Linked DNA regions of Macaca mulatta: region 1 is linked to region 2. Evidence: chromatin contacts called from public Hi-C data. All regions are on one chromosome and are shown on one strand. The core of a region is the stretch at or near the end of the contact, and the rest is flanking DNA. Distances in the headings are between cores, read along the strand shown. Region 1 holds the start of AHDC1 (AT-hook DNA binding motif containing 1). Region 2 holds the start of IFI6 (interferon alpha inducible protein 6).

Region 1 (2,700 bases), core at 156-2,655, 69 kb before region 2:
GGTCATTAGGTCCCCGCCCCTCAACTCCCCGAGAGCCAGTGGATCCTAGGGATTTGGGGGTTGGAGGGGAGGGGCTCCTCCCTCCGCAGTCTCCCCTTTTCCCAGCGCCGATCCTAAAATCCAGCCTTGTTCTCCGCTCCCACGGTCCCCCCTTCATTCCCCCCCCCCACATTCTCAGCAAGCTGGAGAGCAAATTGCAGTTTTAAATCCAAAGGCGGAGGGAGGGGGAAGGAGGAGGGGGCGCGCGGCAGCGCTGGGCGCGCACCTCGCCCCCGAGCCGGGGGAGCCGCGGGGCGGCCAGGAAACCCGAGAACCCCCCCTCCCCGCCCCCCCCTCCCCGTCCACCTCCCCCTCCCCCTTCCCGGCGCTGCCTGCCAGGCTTCGAGCCGAGCCCAGCCGAGCCGCGGGCCCCGGTGGAAACAAAGACCGATCGCACCGCGGGCACCGCAGCCACCGGGTCCAGCGGACCGGACCGGGGGACGCGGGCCCCCCCCACCGTGCGCTGCACAAAAGAGCCCGGCCGGCCGGTCCCCAGCGGGGGTCTAGGGCTGGGGAGGAGGCGCCACTCACCGGAGTGCTGGGCTGCCGGCTCCGTGGGTCCGAGCCAAGCGAGGGGTTTTAGGGGGCGTCTGTCTTCCGGCGGTGGCAGCGACGCGGGCGCCCGGCTGCTGAGGAGAGGAGTCGTGGAAGAGCCCTGAGCCGCCCGCCGTCGCTGACAGCATGGCTCGCGCCTCGGCTCACATTCTCCGCCGCTAACTCCGCTGGACACGGCCCCCCGCTCCCGCGGCGCCCCCCCACCTCGATCACTCCTTCGCTCTCTGCGCTCCCCTCGCCCTCCCGCCGCGCACACACTCTCCCAGCCCTGGACACCCCCGCCCCCACCCCCCCAATTGCAAACCTGGGAGGGAACGCGCCCCGCGTAGTCCTCCTGCTCCTCCTCCTCCGCCCTCCTCCCTCCCGCTCTCTCTGGCTGTCTGTCTGTCTCTCAGACTGTCTCTATTTCTCGCTCTCTCTGCCTTTCTCTGCTCTCCAAGCTGGGTGGGAAAAGGAAATGAGGACAGAAAGCAGACGCTGGCTTTGGGTGGTGGTAGCTGGATTCCCTCTCTCCCTCCCTCCCCCTCCTCCCCTCCCTCCTCCTGCCTTCTGCTCTCTCCGCTGCGAGCGGGGCTGAGCGCAGCCTGGCGGGTGGCTCGCTCTGCCCGCCCGCCCGCCTGTCTGTCTGTCTGGTCCGCCTCGCTCGCTCCCTCCCTCCGTCTCTCGCCCTCGCCCTGCCTGCCTGCCTCTCTCCGTCTCCGCCGCCGCCGCCGATGCCTCTGCGAGCTCGCCTTACCTTCGCCGCTCACCATCCGGAACCCTAGGGGGGAGCGCGCGCGCGGCACGCCGGGACTTGTAGTCCCCGCCCCGGCCGCTCCGCGCGCGGGGAGGGCGGGGCCGCGCCGGGTGCTCCGACGGCGCGGCCGGGAGCCCCGGGGACCCCGTGCCTGGGGCGCGTCTGACTGGGGCGCGTCCTCGTTTACCAACGGGCGCAGATCCTCCCCAAGAGTTACGAATGGTCCCCGTGTTCCTTGTCTCCACCGGGGGGCTCTGGTTCGAGCGGAGGTTGCGAGTGGGAGTGAAGGGGCGGGGTCTGAGAGCGGAATGGGAGTGGAATAGGGAACCAGGGGATTAACCAAAGGGGCTGCGACTTTCTGGGGCGTCCCAGTTAAATGTGAGGAGGCAAGGACGGAGGAGAGGACCGGCTCTCTCAATCTGGGGACGTTATCCTTTTCTGAAAAGGTTTCTTATTGAGTAAAGCGCAAGTATTTATGGCGGGAGGGCTGCTGGGGCGGGGCAGCGGAGGAGACCCAGCCAGCGCTGCCTCCCCACTCGGTGACCCCTCCTCTCAAACTCCGAGCTCTGGGTTTCGCCCTTGCAACCCAGCTTTCCTACATGTCCAAGGGCGGCGAGGGCTCAGAAGTCGTGGATAATCCACAGATAGAACACACACACCCTTTTCCGAATTCTGCTGAGCATTTGCGTTGTGTCAGGAAGCAGGATTCAGATTGAACGGTGCTGACCTCCTGCCGCGGCCGGGGGCTGGGCTCAGCACTTTCACCTACCTCCTCTTCAGGTCACATCTGTTCTCCAGCCCCTGGCTCCTGGGCCCCCTCCCTAGCCTATCCCACAGATGGGAATGTGCGCTGCTTGAGGGCCTTGTTACCGCCCCCAGAGATGGCTGAACTGCTGCGGTAAAATCGTGCTGTTATTTCCATTTTAGAGATGGGGGCACTGAGGCCCAGGTTCTTCTGGTTAGCAAGTGGCTGAGCCCAGCTGGGTTTGAACCAGGGTCTGACTAACCCCAAACCCCACAAGCTTAAACCCTGGGCTATGGCAAGCAGTTGTGATTCCCTCCATTTCTGTAACTGACCTTCTCTCCCTGTGTCTGTGTGTCCTTTCTTGGCAATTCAACAAATGTTAACTGAGGTATGCAGGGCTTGCAGGGGACTCGGAGATGAATAATGCATAGTGGCTGTCCTGTCCTGTGTCCTAGGTGTCTACCAACGCCGGCCCTGACTGGCCCTGCGGCGGTCCCACCTCATTGGACCACCTCATCTGTGTGTCTGATGTTCCACACTCTGTGTCTGCTGGCCTTGTCTATCTTGCTCCAGGTCTGAAGTTCCTAGAGCAGTGCCTTTGTCTCTGGCCTCCCTGTTTCTGACT
Region 2 (2,700 bases), core at 124-2,623:
TTACCTTCAGCCCCTCTCCCCTCCCCAGAGGAAATGCCAGCCATCACTCAACTTATTAGACAGTTAACACTCAAAAGATATTTATCACTTTGAAGATTCCAAGGATTTTAGGAGTTGTATGCCAGCACCTGGGGGATGAAAAAATATATTTTACAATATCACAAGGGATAAAGGTCACACAGCAAATTGTGCAACATGGGTATACATTCAAGACTGTCAAAATTGAGAACCTATGCTCTTTTCTTTATACCACCAAACTGGAAAATGCGTATGCCCTCAGACTCACCTCTAACGCGACCTTTGTCAGCTCAATGCCATTTCCTTAAATTAAAAAGAAAAACAAGAAACTCCTCTCAAGTATTGAGTACTTAGCACTTTATGGCATGCAGTCCACGTGTATCTATAATGATACCATGAAGTCGGTACCATTGTTATCAACCACATGTTATAGGTAAGGAACTGAAGCTCAGAGAGGTTAAGTAATATTCCCAAGGCTGCCTAGCCAGGTCATGGAAAAGTCAGGGTTTAAACCCACAATTGGCTAATACCCAAAGCCCACTTTTTTTTTTTTTTTTTTTTTGGAGACAGAGTCTCATTCTGTCACCCAGGCTGGAGTGCAGTGGCGTGATCTCAGATCACTGCAACCTCCGCCTCACAGGTTCAAGGGATTCTCCTGCCTCAACCTCCCGAGTAGCTGGGATTACAGCCATGTGCCAGCATGCCCGGCAAATTTTTGTATTTTTAGTAGCGACGGGGTTTCACCATGTTGGCCAGGCTGGTCTCGAACTCCTGATCTCGTGATCTGCCCACCTTGGCCTCCCCAAAGTGCTGGGATTACAGGTGTGAGCCACCGCGCCCGGCCCCGGCCCCAAAGCCCACATTTTTAACAACCATTCCAGATGGCTTCATCTATCCTCAAAGATGAACTCACTGTCACATTGGATCCTATAATAAAGGGGCTTCTAAAATCATCCAGTCCTTTGAGCAGGTAAGGCAACTTAACCTTCCTTTTACAGAGGAAGCAATTAAGGTTCCAAGAGGTGACAGGGCTAAGGCCACAGATCGCTGATATTGCACCTGTAACCTGGGTCTCATGCCTCTTGGGGTTTTGTATCCAGTCTCCCTAAAATCTCCAACCCATCCTCTTAGACAAGTCCCAGCCCAGGGCACTAAAAGGGACCCAGGGATGCTGCTCCCTGGAGAAGGGGCCTCCTGGCTCTCAGAACATGAGATTTACAGGCAGGTAGGCAGCCTGGCAGAGGGTGGCAGCTTGATGCCCACACTTCATAGCTCCTGAGTTTACCTTGGAGGACAGAAGAGAAGCAATCTTCAGCCCGGAGCCTGCTGATAGATGGGCACAGCGGCGAGTAAACGGTTCTCCGGCTGAAGGCTGGCTTTTTATCATCACTTGCGGATCCTCCCACGTCTCACCCCAGGCAGCCAATCCCTGCCGGAGTTTCTATTTCTGCACTCTGCAGTTTCCTTTTCCCCTCTCTCCCAGCCCCTGCGCTCTGCAGTTTCATTTTCCCCTCTCTCCCAGCCCCTGCACTCTGCAGTTTCATTTTCCCCTCTCTCCCAGCTCCGCCCAGCAGAAGCATTTGTGTGCTGCCTGCTGGCAGAAAAATACACTTCAAGCTGAGGACTTTTGGAGCCCCTAAGGGTATTCAAAGCATGTCACACTATGGTGACAGCTACGGCCATACTGGGCTTAGTGAAGCCTGATCACCAGCTCCCCCTGGGGCACACAGGCCTTTCACCCTTCAATCCAACTGATAAACAACACCTACCATTTATTGAGCACTTGCTGCATGCCAGGATCTGTGCAAAGTGCTCTATTTACATGATCTTTTTCCAATCCCACAGTAGTCATGTGACACACCATATGCTGTTTATAATCCCCCAGAACTTTAGAAATTAAGTCACTTTGTTCCATTGTCTCTCAGGCTGGCTGCTTCTGCGGCATGGGCATATGGTAAGACCAGTGAAGCCTGTGTTCGTGTGGCCATCATGATACATCTTGAGTTTCAAGATGGGTCCTCTGGCCCTAGGTAATGAACTGAGCATTCTTTAAAGCCTTTGGCTGGTGATGGTTGAAGCACTATAGGTCAGAAATGCAACCTCCATTTGGAAAACATAGAAATTCCGGTAAGGATGAATCATTGCCTTCTCCCAAGTGGAAGGGGTCTGAAATAATTGACCTGCCACCAGATGGCTGGCTATTCTCATTGAGCAATTTTGCCATATTGCTACCTGCTGCTGGAAGATTGGCTACATTTTGGCAATTGCCAGATCAGTTTTTGTGAGAGGGAGCCCAAGTTGTTGGACTCATTTCTAACCCCCATCCTTACCTTGCAATAGACACTCATAGGTCCATTGCAAGGCAATAGTGGGGCTAAGTTGAGAGGCTGGCTGACGTCCACGGGATGGGACATCCTGCTCATCGGGCTGTAAAGCCTCCTCTGCAGCAGGTGATCTCTGGTCGGCATTAACATGAGACACAGAGATCCACGTGCTTTATGTCCATTCAGAGTTCATTCTTATGCCCCAACCCACACCTGCTTATTCCCAATCTTCCAATCTTGTTCTATCCATGCCTTTGACTGACCAGCCAAGACACTGGCCACTTATTAGGAATTGGTGTATGCCTGTACCTCAGTCCCTCTCTCTCTCTCTCTCTCTCTCTGCATACAGAGGGAACAA

What was found. Hi-C and Micro-C count contacts between places; a contact is called where the count stands out from the background.
Region 1: a Hi-C map of blood shows a contact between it and region 2, with 7 times the contacts expected there. The contact joins the promoter of AHDC1 here to the promoter of IFI6 in region 2. A contact is called at or near these places in 7 of 14 Hi-C or Micro-C datasets (CD4 T cells, blood, cortical neurons and 4 more).

The regions. Positions count from the first base shown.
Region 1 is chr1:213,341,589-213,344,288 of T2T-MMU8v2.0, reverse strand. AHDC1 (AT-hook DNA binding motif containing 1) reads right to left here and starts at 1,405. Exons shown (of 9, transcript XM_077966433.1): 1 at 1,331-1,405; 2 at 899-1,034; 3 at 571-668.
Region 2 is chr1:213,272,489-213,275,188 of T2T-MMU8v2.0, reverse strand. IFI6 (interferon alpha inducible protein 6) reads right to left here and starts at 1,373. Exons shown (of 5, transcript NM_001048170.1): 1 at 1,304-1,373.